3 separate regions of the Hordeum vulgare genome follow, and all the other regions are linked to region 1. The links are chromatin contacts, called in public Hi-C maps. All regions are on one chromosome and are shown on one strand. The core of a region is the stretch at or near the end of the contact, and the rest is flanking DNA. Distances in the headings are between cores, read along the strand shown. Region 1 holds the start of LOC123411495 (probable inositol oxygenase). Region 2 holds the start of LOC123409009 (GDSL esterase/lipase At1g29670-like). Region 3 holds the start of LOC123407319 (K(+) efflux antiporter 6-like).

Region 1 (3,822 bases), core at 258-2,757:
TTGTACATCTAACGAAAAAAAACTAAATATTGTCTACAAGAGTTTGGAGTGTATGAACACTTTCTTTAAGTGTATTGCAAAACGTTAATTAGTAAAATCAAGTAGTATTTTGTCATATGAACCAGACAATCCACATAGAAAAGGTTAACATGATCTCAACCCACTATTTTTTGATAAAATCGATTGAATAAAAGTGGCCTTAAGTTTTTCCTTTTTTGACGATGGGCCTTAAGTTTTTTCTAATTCTTCTTTTTCATTGTTACCGGAGAAGGAGGGCATAAAGTGTCGTTTTAATACCTGCGTCAGTCTTTTGGAGGTGTTCGGATGAACGTATGTATGAACGTTAGGCTGCTCGTAATGGTAGTATCATAGGTAGTATCATACATGCCAACTAGGCAATTTCAATGAGGTGACTTGGAATTAAATGAACAAAGAGAGAGTTGAGTCTCATATCATGATACCGTATCATATTAAATGATGTGTTACTATGTGTCTTGCATGACAATAAATGAACTATCTTATGATACTACTCCCTTTTTTCTGGTTTATAGGGCTCAAATCTAAAATCTCATCAATCAAGGTGAATTGTGAGTGGATGACACTAGTTTTAACTAGCCAATGAAAATTTTCTCACATATTCAATTTCCAAGGCAATAAATGTAGCATCATCCTTCTCATTGGACTTGCATAGTGGATGTAGAAAACGATGTATGCATAGCCACTCATCTTCTTTTTCTAAACTCTATGAATTAAATATAGTATGGGACTCAAAGCACTTTAAATTAATTAGACTGAAAATGAGCCTAATATAATGAAAATCTGAAATTTTTAAAATGAGCCCTGTAAACCGGAAAGGAAGGAGTAACATATGATACTATGCATTACAGATGTGATATCATATACTAGTACCATATGCATGATACTAGTATATAATACTACCCATTACAACCACGTGTGTATTGTGTTAACATGATCTCAACCCACTATTTTTTGATAAAATCGATTGAATAAAAGTGGCCTTAAGTTTTTCCTTTTTTGACGATGGCCCTTAAGTTTTTTCTAATTCATCTTTTTCGTCGTTACCGAAGAAGGAGGGCATAAAGTGCCGTTTTAATACCTGCGCGCCAGTCTCTTGGAGGTGTTCGGATGAACGTATGTACGTACGTATGACAGTTAGACGTGTGTATTGTGTTAAAAAACACCTCTGACACAAAATAAAGGATAGTAATAACACAGCGAAACCCGGATGAGGAAGGAAATGAAATTAGGCCCTAGGGAAAAGGAGGAAAACAGACGACACGAGCTGTTGCTGTCATCGACAGGCGCAGCTCCACGCCATGGCTGAGTCACTGACCCAATTAATAAATGGGAAATCCGCAGGATAGCGCCATCAACACGCCGTCACGTATTACTCTTCGGTACCACCCTAAACAGCCAGCCGCTGACGCCTGGGCCCCACCCCCCCTCGGCCCTCCTATAAATACCGCTCTGGATTTCCCTCCTGCAGAGCAGAGAGCCCAACCAAGCCCATACGCCGTTACCGTCCTGTCTTCTTGGACCCTGCTTCTCCGCCGCTCTCGCTGCCGCGAGAGCTCCGATCGGCGATCTTTTTCCCCGGTCAGGATGACCATCATCATCGACCAGACTCAGTTCGGTGAGGCTCCTCTTGCCCGTCTCATTTGCGTGCTCCTTTCCTTGCCTCTTCTTGTTGAGTTCCTGTTCGTGTTTCTTGGAGTTGGAGGTTGAGTGCGCGAACAGAACGCCGTGGGATGGGCATGACGCTGATGTTTAGTCCGGAATTTCTGTTGGGTGGTTGCAGATGCGGCGGCGGAGAGGAAGGTCGCCGGGGACCCGGGGGAGCTCGTGCTCGACGGCGGCTTCACCGTGCCGGATTCCAACGCCTTCGGCCACACCTTCAGGTGACTTCTCATGGTTTTCCGTTTCTCGACCTCACCTCCCGTGTTTTTTTTGGATTGAAATAAAAAATCATCAATTCTAATGATATATATACACACACACATTTGCACGTTTTAAGTCGCGAACCATGTTTCTCCTGTTGAAACTCATCCCACGAGAAAGGACAAAACAAAGTTAAATTGAATTTGTTTCCACATGACCTCACCATTTGTCCGCACGTCGTTTATTTGTATCTGTCGTGGTTCAGTTTTTTTGTTAATTAACCAGACAACTCTTTTTACGCTCTGTTTAAGAAAAAAAATGCTCGAAAAGCCTACCAACAGTTGTACCACAACAACGAAAAATATATATATATATGTTATTAAGTTTTACTTTGTTTCTATATACAGGTGCTTTTTTTTAGGACTGCAGGTACTGATTATGACATGATAGGATATTTTTTACTAAAAAAAAAAGAAAGGAGAAGCACATCTTAAATGAAAAGATGTGTAACGGTATCACGAAGGACCTGCTGAAACCAATTAGCTAAAATTGGAGTAGAGGGAGTTAAGCTGGGCAAGAATCTCCCCGCATTTGCGCTAGAATTAGTCGAACAGAATCATTTTTCTGTATCTCAGCTTTCATAGGCTTGCTAATACTCAGAAGAAGAAAAGAAAAGCTTGCAGAGGCTCGCGAGTTTTTCTTTCCGCGATAAGCAGAGTTGGCACGGACGCATACTCCGTGGCGGACGTGCTTATCAAACCCTTTTCGCGAACCGAACTTGATAACCACAGTGCGTACTGCACCAACGAACGAAGCTGAAGCGGAGGCTGAGACCCACCTGCGTGCCTGCTGCAGGGACTACGACGCGGAGTCGGAGCGGAAGAAGACGGTGGAGGAGTTCTACCGCGTGAACCACATCAGCCAGACGTACGAGTTCGTGCGGCGGATGCGGGACGCGTACGCGCGGCTGGACAGGACGGAGATGAGCATCTGGGAGTGCATCGAGCTGCTCAACGAGTTCATCGACGACAGCGACCCCGACCTCGACATGCCGCAGATCGAGCACCTCCTCCAGACCGCCGAGGCCATCCGCAAGGACTACCCCGACGAGGACTGGCTCCACCTCACGGGCCTCATCCACGGTCGCTAGCTCTTATCAGCATCTCTGCACCAAAATATAAGGCGTTTTTACACTTCAAATTGAACATGCACTTCTTTTTTCTCATGTGTTGTGATGTGAGTTGCCGCGGTGTGCAGATCTGGGCAAGGTGCTGCTGCATCCCAGCTTCGGGGAGCTTCCTCAGTGGGCAGTCGTAGGTAATCAGTCAAAGAGACCCCTGCACACCAAACCTCTGCCAAATTCAGCTCTGAATCTCTGACGAGCTTCGTGGCATCTTTCTTCAGGTGACACCTTCCCCGTGGGCTGCGCGTTCGACGAATGCAACGTCCACTTCAAGGTAAGCGCCTCAACGCCCATGACCGGTTCAAGGCTGAAGCTTTGCTTGCCCTCTGACTCTGCATCTGCGACGATGCGTGCAGTACCTCAAGGAGAACCCTGACTACCACAACCCGGAGTTCAACACCAAGTTCGGGGTCTACTCCGAGGGGTGCGGGCTGGACAACGTGCTCATGTCATGGGGCCATGACGACTACATGTACCTGGTACGCGCCCGTTCATCACCTGCGCCGTCGCGCCGTCGTGCACGAGCCGCGAACCAACGACGAAGTTCTTGCACATGCCGTGTTCTCTGAAATGTGTTTGGGATGCTCGTCTTCAGGTTGCCAAGGAGAACAAGACCACCCTTCCTTCTGCAGGGCTGTTCATCATCAGATACCACTCCTTCTACCGTAAGCACGCACCGCAATGGCTTCGATTAGATAGGAGTTTTGATTTTGAAGTAATTAAAACCTCACAATTCTTTG
Region 2 (3,813 bases), core at 1,076-3,575, 160 kb before region 1:
ATGATGGTAGCGACTAGGAGTAGTTTCTATCTAGTTGCACCGTAGTTTTATCTATGCTTTCGAACTATCTATCTAGTTTCACCGATGTAAAATGCCTTTGTATCTTTTTTATTTGGGAAATAATCTCAATCAGCCGGCTGATTTTTTCGTTGCTTCCGCCTTCTTTTATGGATGACATGTGTCTAAATTGACCTGCACACCGCTTTCACGTGTTGCCTTATATTCTCATTAGACTACTCTCCACATCTTTTCTTCTTATATCTTCTTCCTTCCAGCCATTCAGCCTCATCCATCACACACCGGCCATGGCCCTCAACAGCAAGCGCTTCATAGAAATAGGATACGAGCTCGCCGGACAACGCGACTGACAACGGGATTGATGGTGCTCAAGATGAGATCTCGGAGACGGAGGTAGGATATGAGCTCGCCGGACGACGCGACCGGCGACGGGGATTGGCGGCGCTCGGGACGAGACCTCGGAGGTGGATGGCCTTCTGGTTGGCGGCGACGATGGCGATGCTCTCTACAACGACGGAGGTGTTTCTGTATCATCATTTTTATTGTAATATTTTCTGCAACATCATCTGTGTTGCAGAAGTTTATTCTGCAACAATACCCCGTGTTGCAGAAAAGTGAAGACAATTTTTTTTGCAACCTCATCTTTCTTTAAAAAAAAACTGCAATATGCTCTTTGTTGCAAAAGTTTTTCTGCGACCTCATCTATGGTGAAAGTTATTCTGCAACAAAGGCTTGTTTCTGCAATTCGCGTTGTTTCAGGAATTAATGAGTCTAAAATTATTCTGCAACAAAGCGTTTGTTTCTGAAACTCGACCGTTGTTTCGGGAATTAATGATTCGGAGGAGGCGACCGTGCCACATGCCAGGAGGTAGATTGGACGGCTGCGCGCGTACATCCGACGGCTCTCAAGGTGGCGGATGTTTCTTGCGGATCAGCCGATGGACGCGTAGTAGTGCCCTTTTTATTTATGCAATCTATCTAGTTTTTATTTATCTATGCTTCCGATTTATTATTATCTAAAATAAAAAAATGTTGTGAGCGCGCGCGCTGTATTTTAACGCAGCTGCTGGAGCCAACGCTGCGCGCCGCGCCAATCCAGACGATGGGCGCACGGCAAACCAGTTTTTTGCGCGCGGCGCGTTCGGCGCCTGTTAGAGATGTTCTTATGACTTTATGGAGGTGCTGGCATGTGCGGAATGAAATAGTGCACAACAAGAAGCCACCAGACGTCGAGTCTTCTGTGCGCTTTCTTTTCAGTTATGTCAACATGCTTCAGAGCATTCAGCAACATCTAGAGCTAGACCACGTCAAGGGCAAAGTGGTGGTCTTACCACATGGGAAGCAAGTGTTGCCATCTAAGGGTGCACACAAACAACAACCGAGGCTTGCATGTTCTCCACCACCAGCCGGATGGACCAAACTATCAGTTGATGGTTCCTTTTGCGAGGCGGATGGCACGGCTGGAGCGGGAATGTTTTTGCATGATGATATAGGAGCCATCATTTTTTCCGCCAGTCGATCCTTGAGATCGTGTGCGGATGCGCTAGATGCAGAGCTCTCAGCCTGTAGGGAGGGAATCGTGTTTGCCTTGCAATGGACTACACTGTCGATTGTTCTGAAGACCGAGGCGAAGAATCTGATTTCTCAAGGACACGCAGGCCGCTCGAGATACACCATGATGGTGGATACTATTTTGAGATCCCTGCACGAGGGCAGAGATGTGAATATCACACATGTGAAGCGTGATCAAAATGTCGCGAGTTATTTTTTAGCTAATTTTGGTAGACGTGAGAATTGCACTTTTTTTGTGTGGATTTGATCGGGTCCGGGTGTTGTGCCATAACTTTCTAAGGCGGACCGCCCATTGATTGAGTAATACAAACACCCTATATCCCCGTAAAAATAAAAAGTACGGAGGTCTGTTCTAGGGCACGCCCAAGAGCAACAGGCAAGTTTCTGTTCGACGACCGTTTGGTCAAGTTTTCATTGAGTGCCAACAACGCAGTTGTCATCTGCCTATCCACCGGCTCGATATATCACATCGCTCCACGCACCCGGTATCTCAGGAGTGATGTGCCCCATATCCCTCAGGGTTGATCGGGCTCTGGCCTCTGGCTCTGGGTACGCATGCATATGCACTTCGCATAGAAGAGTTTTTACTGTACGCGCGCATGCGGTAACTGCATGCAGATCTCCAGATCCCTCTGCCTCACGAGGTGCACAAACCTACCCGCATTCAATCAACCCGACAGTTGTTGCTGTTACGCACCTCCCTCTTGACCTCTTCTGCCTATAAGTAGCAACGCTCTCCGTATCATCCATTTCAAGGTGGCTGGTAAAGCTCGCGGTTACTGTTAGTAGTAGCTCCCCTCCAGTACCTTATCGCCACCTCGATATGGTTTGGTTACTGCCGGCCTCATCTCAGCTCGTTTCACCGGCAATGGCCATGCCCAAGCTCGCCGCGGTCATGGCGTCGCTCTACCTACTTATCGTGCTAACACGGTGCGACGCTGCCGCTGCTGGCGCGGGCGGCTCGACGAGCTGCCACGGCGGCAGAGCTGTGGGTAGGAGCGGCGGCGGCGGCCGGGGGAGGCCAATTGTGAAGGCCGTGTTCGTGTTCGGGAGCTCGCTGGTGGACAACGGCAACAACAACTTCCTCAACAGCACCGGCGTGCGCGCCGACTACCTGCCCTACGGCGTCGACTTCCCGCTCGGCCCCTCCGGCCGCTTCTCCAACGGCCGCAACACCATCGACGCGCTCGGGGAGCTTCTCCGCCTTCCCCGCGGCGGCCGCATCCCGCCGTTCGCCGACCCGGCTACCAGGGGCCGCGCCGCGCTGCACGGGGTCAACTTCGCGTCCGGCGGCTCTGGCATCCTCGACAGCACCGGCCAGGACACCGTGAGTGCTACCATTGCCAGTACTGCTGTTCTTTACCTTCTTGCACGTATACGACGGAATAGTAATAGTGGTGATGCGTGTTCAAGCTTCAACTAATCAACTATTCCCTCGGTTTCAATGAACAAGACGTGCACCGGTGCACGCATCCTAAAAAATCAACTCAACTATTGTGATGCGTGTTCGAGCTTCAACTAATCCACTGTTCCCTCTGTTTCAATGAACGAGACGTGCACGTATTCTTAAAATTTAACTTTGATCGTAAATTATAGCAATACCATCAGTATATCTTTATGGATAAAAGATGTTGAGTGTGTGATGTGTGTTTAACTTTGATCATAGTAGAAGATAGGTTGTGTTGTGTGATGTGTGTTTGCTGCACATTTAGGGCAAGGTGTTGAGCCTGAAGCAGCAAATCAGCAACTTCGAGGCAGTGACTCTACCAGACCTTGGAGCAACGACAGCCAGCACTCATCATCAGATGAAGGGCCATGATTTCTTGCACGATTGCTTCCTGCCCAAGACCCTATTCGTGATCGGGACAGGCGGCAACGACTACCTGCTCAACTACTACCGGCCCAGAAGCACAACCAGGCCCCAGTTGTCAGACTTCACAAGATCACTCATCACCAAGCTCTCGGCCCATCTTCAGGTGAGTGGCATGTTAGTTAATGCACACTCCTGTGCTTGCTGCAGAGCATTTCCTTCTCCATTAATTCATTGCAAACTGTATTGAAGGAGCGTACTGCCTGCAGAAGTACGGTTCCTGGTACATGTAGTAGTAGCATGAAATGAAAATCAAGTGAAGGAATTGAATGAGTAGTAAGCAGCTGGCTACCGTGGACCATTCGGTTTTATTTTTCTCGTGGTACAGTACCTTTTTTTTTGCCGTTTTGCTA
Region 3 (4,142 bases), core at 962-3,461, 240 kb after region 1:
CTTTAGGATCCATGCGAGGCCCAAGAGTTGAGCCCGCGACAGATGCCTATATATAGTGGAGGTGCGGCAACACACTCATTCGGTTGATCACTTTGGCGCCGTCACCAGGACTTTACATGTGTTGCAACTAGCCACCTCCACTCATTGCCGATGGTGTTCCTCGTGTACGCTCAGATACCATTAGAGGCGGTGCACTTGTGCTGCTCAGGTAAACCTGTACGCGAGATTCAGCGACTTACTGTTCAAGGGAGATTGGACGAGGAGGAGACAAACCTCGCGGGCCCGCTGCCCCAACTCTACTTCCGCTGCATGGCACTTCGCGTCTAGTGGTAACGATCTGCGATCCATCTCCGTAGCATGTTTCTCGCTGTTCTACATGTAGGAAATTTTTATAATGTATGCGATGCACCTACTGTAGAACCCAACATGTATACCATGTCTTTGATGCCAAGGCCGCTCACGGGACATCCCTCGATGCTCTCAAGGGTGGCACAAAACTTGTTGCACTCTTGTTGTATCACCCTCCAACGCTTCGAGATGGATACCCACCCGTGCTTGCTCTTTATTTGGTACGACACGAACTTCTTGCATTCATGTAATTCGTGATGAACACACAACCAAAAATTTGATGCCTTTTGCTTGGCATCGACCTTGGGGTCTTATCCAATGTCTCTCGAACATTCACAAAGGAGCTTGTCCTCATCCTTTGTGTATGCCTTTGTCCGCTTGTTTTGGCTCTTCTTGACCACATTGGCTTGGATAGATAGCTCGTCTTCGAACAAAGGCCCCCCGTCAATGTCCACTTCATCATCTTCTTCTAGGTCATAGTCCTTCGAAAACTCATGGTCGGTGGGGACGGTGCTGCCCATGCCATCTTGGCCTTGCGTGAAGGGGTCGACCGTGCCACCATGGTCAAAAGGTGTTGGCCATGAAGGGGGCTCGACCATCTTGGCTTTGGGTCTCCTCAGGATCGAAGGCATCGACACCCGCACCACCTTCGAAGATGATGTTCTCAATGATGAAACGGTTGGTCGTCTCATCGTCCATGGTCGACATTCTATCAAATAGGTTGTGGGCGCTTGGAAGCATGCCGACTATGATCTTCCGTGGGCATTTACTCCAGCCTCCGGAGGATGGTCCATCGACCACATGTGTGGCATTAAGGTCGACGGACATAGGCGTGAGTGTGGCCGACGCCACCACGCTCACCTCCGACGAGCATTCCTCGGAGAAACGGGAGGCTTGCAGGTAGGGATGGAAGCCCGGAAGTGACGGCGGGGTAGACGTGCGCGGCGACTCTGGCAATGGCACACGAGGAAAGGCCGTCGAGCCCGTGTTGGCTGCGCCCACGACGATGGCGGTGGCGAGCCCGTGCTAACATGGGTTTAACACTAGGGAGATCAAGGCCTCCCTCGTCGCTGCAGCGACTCTTGTAATGCTTTCCTCTATGCGACAGTGGCCAGGGTAGCGGAAGACTCGTCTTCAAGCTTGTGTTCCCGCGTGTGCCTCCGTTCCTTCCTCTTAGCCGACTACATGGCCCACTGCTCGGGTGTGAACGACTTCTTCTTGATCGGCGCCGCTGTCTTGCGGGCGGTGTGGGGCTTGCCCTTGGTGGTGACGACGGGGGCCCTATGTGAGGAGGGCCCGGTCGAAGGAGGCTAGGGAGGCGAGTCCGGTGATGACATTGAGGGTCGGCACGTCATCCATGGTGAGCGGTCGGGAGCGCGAGGTGACGGGAATATTTTGGGAGAGGAAGGGAAATGGGGGTGGCTGTGCAACCGACTAGTGGGCCAGAGGGAGTAGTAGACGCGCGTCGTGCGCGTCCGTTTCATGTTCGTGTCGACGCAAACGAGTCTCACATTTGGTCTGGAATGGATCTCCCGACGGATGAAAAGCGGACTCTCGTATGTTTAGATCGACGCATTTGGGTCGATTTTTGTGTCTGTTTTAATCCAAACGAACAGGTCATCGCGTTGGATTGCTCAATACATGTGCTCAATACATGCCCTTACCATTATTATCCGCCTGCATTTTTGGAATTCTGGGTTGATCCAAGGAGCCGTCAAGACACGAGTTGGTAGATTCACAAATAAAAGGGGACAAAATAATGAACCCAACCAACAAGCCCGGACGGAAGTGATACCATAACTAACAAAAAAAGGAAAAAAAAAAACTCCTCTACAAATCGCTGCTGCTTCAGCCGGCTGCGCCCGCACCTAGCACAGTCACGCACGACTCACGCATTTGCCCCCACTTTCTTCCCAGGACACGGGCACGCACGCACACGGCTGGCACCCGCACACGCTTCGCCTCTTCCTCCCAAAATCTAAACCCCACTCCGACCGCTCCCCTCCGGCGATGCTGATGCGTCGCCGCCGCCTGCTGGGCCCGGTCCTCCCCCGCCTCCTCGTCGCCCTGCTCCTCGCGTCCGCCGCCGCATTGCTCCCCGGCGCGGCCGGCGACGCGGCCGAGGCGGGCGACGAGGGCCGCGTGGGCGAGGCGGTCGCGGCGGTGGAGCGCGCGGACGCCACGGCCGCGGCCCTGGGGGCGGCCCAGGCCGGCGGGGAGGCAGCGCAGGGCAATGGCACGAACAAGGAGAACAGCCTCGCCGACATGATCGACCGCGCGCTGGAGAAGGAGTTCCCCGACTCGGAGGGCGACCAGGGCGGCGGAGGTGCGTGGATCTGAGTCCCGCCGTCTCCCCGCGATCCGCCTCGCGGGCTCCGTGGCTCGGGGATCTGGTTTCGGCGCGCCCTGGCGTGTGTCGGCGGCCGGCTGCCTAGATCTCGGCCCCGGCTGCCGCGCTTTGCTGGGAATTGGCGAATCCTGCCTGTTTCTGGGTCTTTGCATTGAGCTGGCCTGTGCTGACCTCTGCTGCTATGATTTTGCAGAGACGGACCCCGGCAGCTTCAACAACACCGTCGCCGAGAAGCAGGTGATTCATCTGCACAGTTTTGTTTGTGTGTGGTCGGATTGTTCGTTTACAATGATTATGGAACCTGGTTGAATTTTGCATTATTATGATGCTCATGGAATGGTTGTTCATGTCTTGCCGGCTCTCTAGATTTAGGAGACTAGTTCAACATATGCGTGACTTAACTTCTAAATTGACTTCCTTTTACATGCGGTTTAATATCAAAACATAACTAGTCTTTGACACGACTGAGTATGTATTGTACGCCTGTAAAATATCTGATACCATCTATGTCTCGGGTGGACCTGACATTTGGACAGAGGTTACACCATTGATAATGACGAAGCTTCACCAGCTTCCTCAGTGTATTGTAATTTCCAAGCATTCAGTTATCCTTCTATATATCATTCTGTAGGTTTTGCGCCTGTTGACCAATTATTCGGCCCACTGGCCTTTTGACTTAGTGAGATTAAAGTAGTTGACGTTTTCCTAATACTGACTACAATATCTTGAATGGTGTTTACTGTGCTGGATTATGAATCAAAAACTAATATTTGCTTATGATACCTGACTAACTTTGTGAAACAATTGTTGTGGTGTAAGTTACTAACTTACTGATAGAAATCATTTGAGTTTTGCATAAACCCCTGACCCTGAGTGCTTGGTCCCAGCTGACATTCATTTAGTCATTTGATCTTCTACATGATACACTCATGAGTTACAACTACTCTGACTTGCATCCGTCTATCCTATCATATTTCTCAATTCCATATTTGATCCTATCACTTTCTCAATTCCGTATTCGGTTACATTCCCAATTTGTAATACCACCGTTCCATTTTGAAGTAAATAAGCACATTTGCCAGATGATCTGAACGATGTACACATGGCTCAAGGGAAAAAACACATGCATCTAGCAATATTGTGGTTTATGTGGATAAATTGTAAAAGTTACTGCATTCATACTTTATATTTCCAGTTGCACTGCACTTTAAACGTGTTGCTCTTGTCTGTACAAAATTGCTGGTTACACTTATCTTGTTCTGTTCTACCCTGCCAGGGAGTTCTGGAAACTGTGGCCAGGAGAGTAACGAAGAAGAATGAGACCAAAGACAATAAGTATGTTCCTATTATATACTCCCTCCGTAACATAATATAAGATGTTTTTTGACTCGAGTCAAAAAACGTCTTATAATTTCACAATCAGTAGCAAATATCCCAAGTTTAC

What was found. A called contact is a pair of places that touch in the nucleus more often than the background predicts.
Region 2: a Hi-C map of seedling shows a contact between it and region 1, with 7 times the contacts expected there. The contact joins the promoter of LOC123409009 here to the promoter of LOC123411495 in region 1. A contact is called at or near these places in 4 of 6 Hi-C or Micro-C datasets (leaf and seedling).
Region 3: a Hi-C map of leaf shows a contact between it and region 1, with 3 times the contacts expected there. The contact joins the promoter of LOC123407319 here to the promoter of LOC123411495 in region 1. A contact is called at or near these places in 2 of 6 Hi-C or Micro-C datasets (leaf and seedling).

The regions. Positions count from the first base shown.
Region 1 is chr7H:514,280,051-514,283,872 of MorexV3_pseudomolecules_assembly, reverse strand. It overlaps LOC123411495 (probable inositol oxygenase), which reads left to right and starts at 1,507. Exons shown (of 10, transcript XM_045104452.1): 1 at 1,507-1,654; 2 at 1,820-1,919; 3 at 2,755-3,041; 4 at 3,157-3,216; 5 at 3,304-3,356; 6 at 3,439-3,561; 7 at 3,678-3,747. The coding sequence starts at 1,624.
Region 2 is chr7H:514,442,786-514,446,598 of MorexV3_pseudomolecules_assembly, reverse strand. LOC123409009 (GDSL esterase/lipase At1g29670-like) reads left to right here and starts at 2,325. Exons shown (of 4, transcript XM_045102014.1): 1 at 2,325-2,917; 2 at 3,303-3,566. The coding sequence starts at 2,414.
Region 3 is chr7H:514,045,156-514,049,297 of MorexV3_pseudomolecules_assembly, reverse strand. It overlaps LOC123407319 (K(+) efflux antiporter 6-like), which reads left to right and starts at 2,211. Exons shown (of 20, transcript XM_045100427.1): 1 at 2,211-2,674; 2 at 2,892-2,935; 3 at 3,975-4,033. The coding sequence starts at 2,359.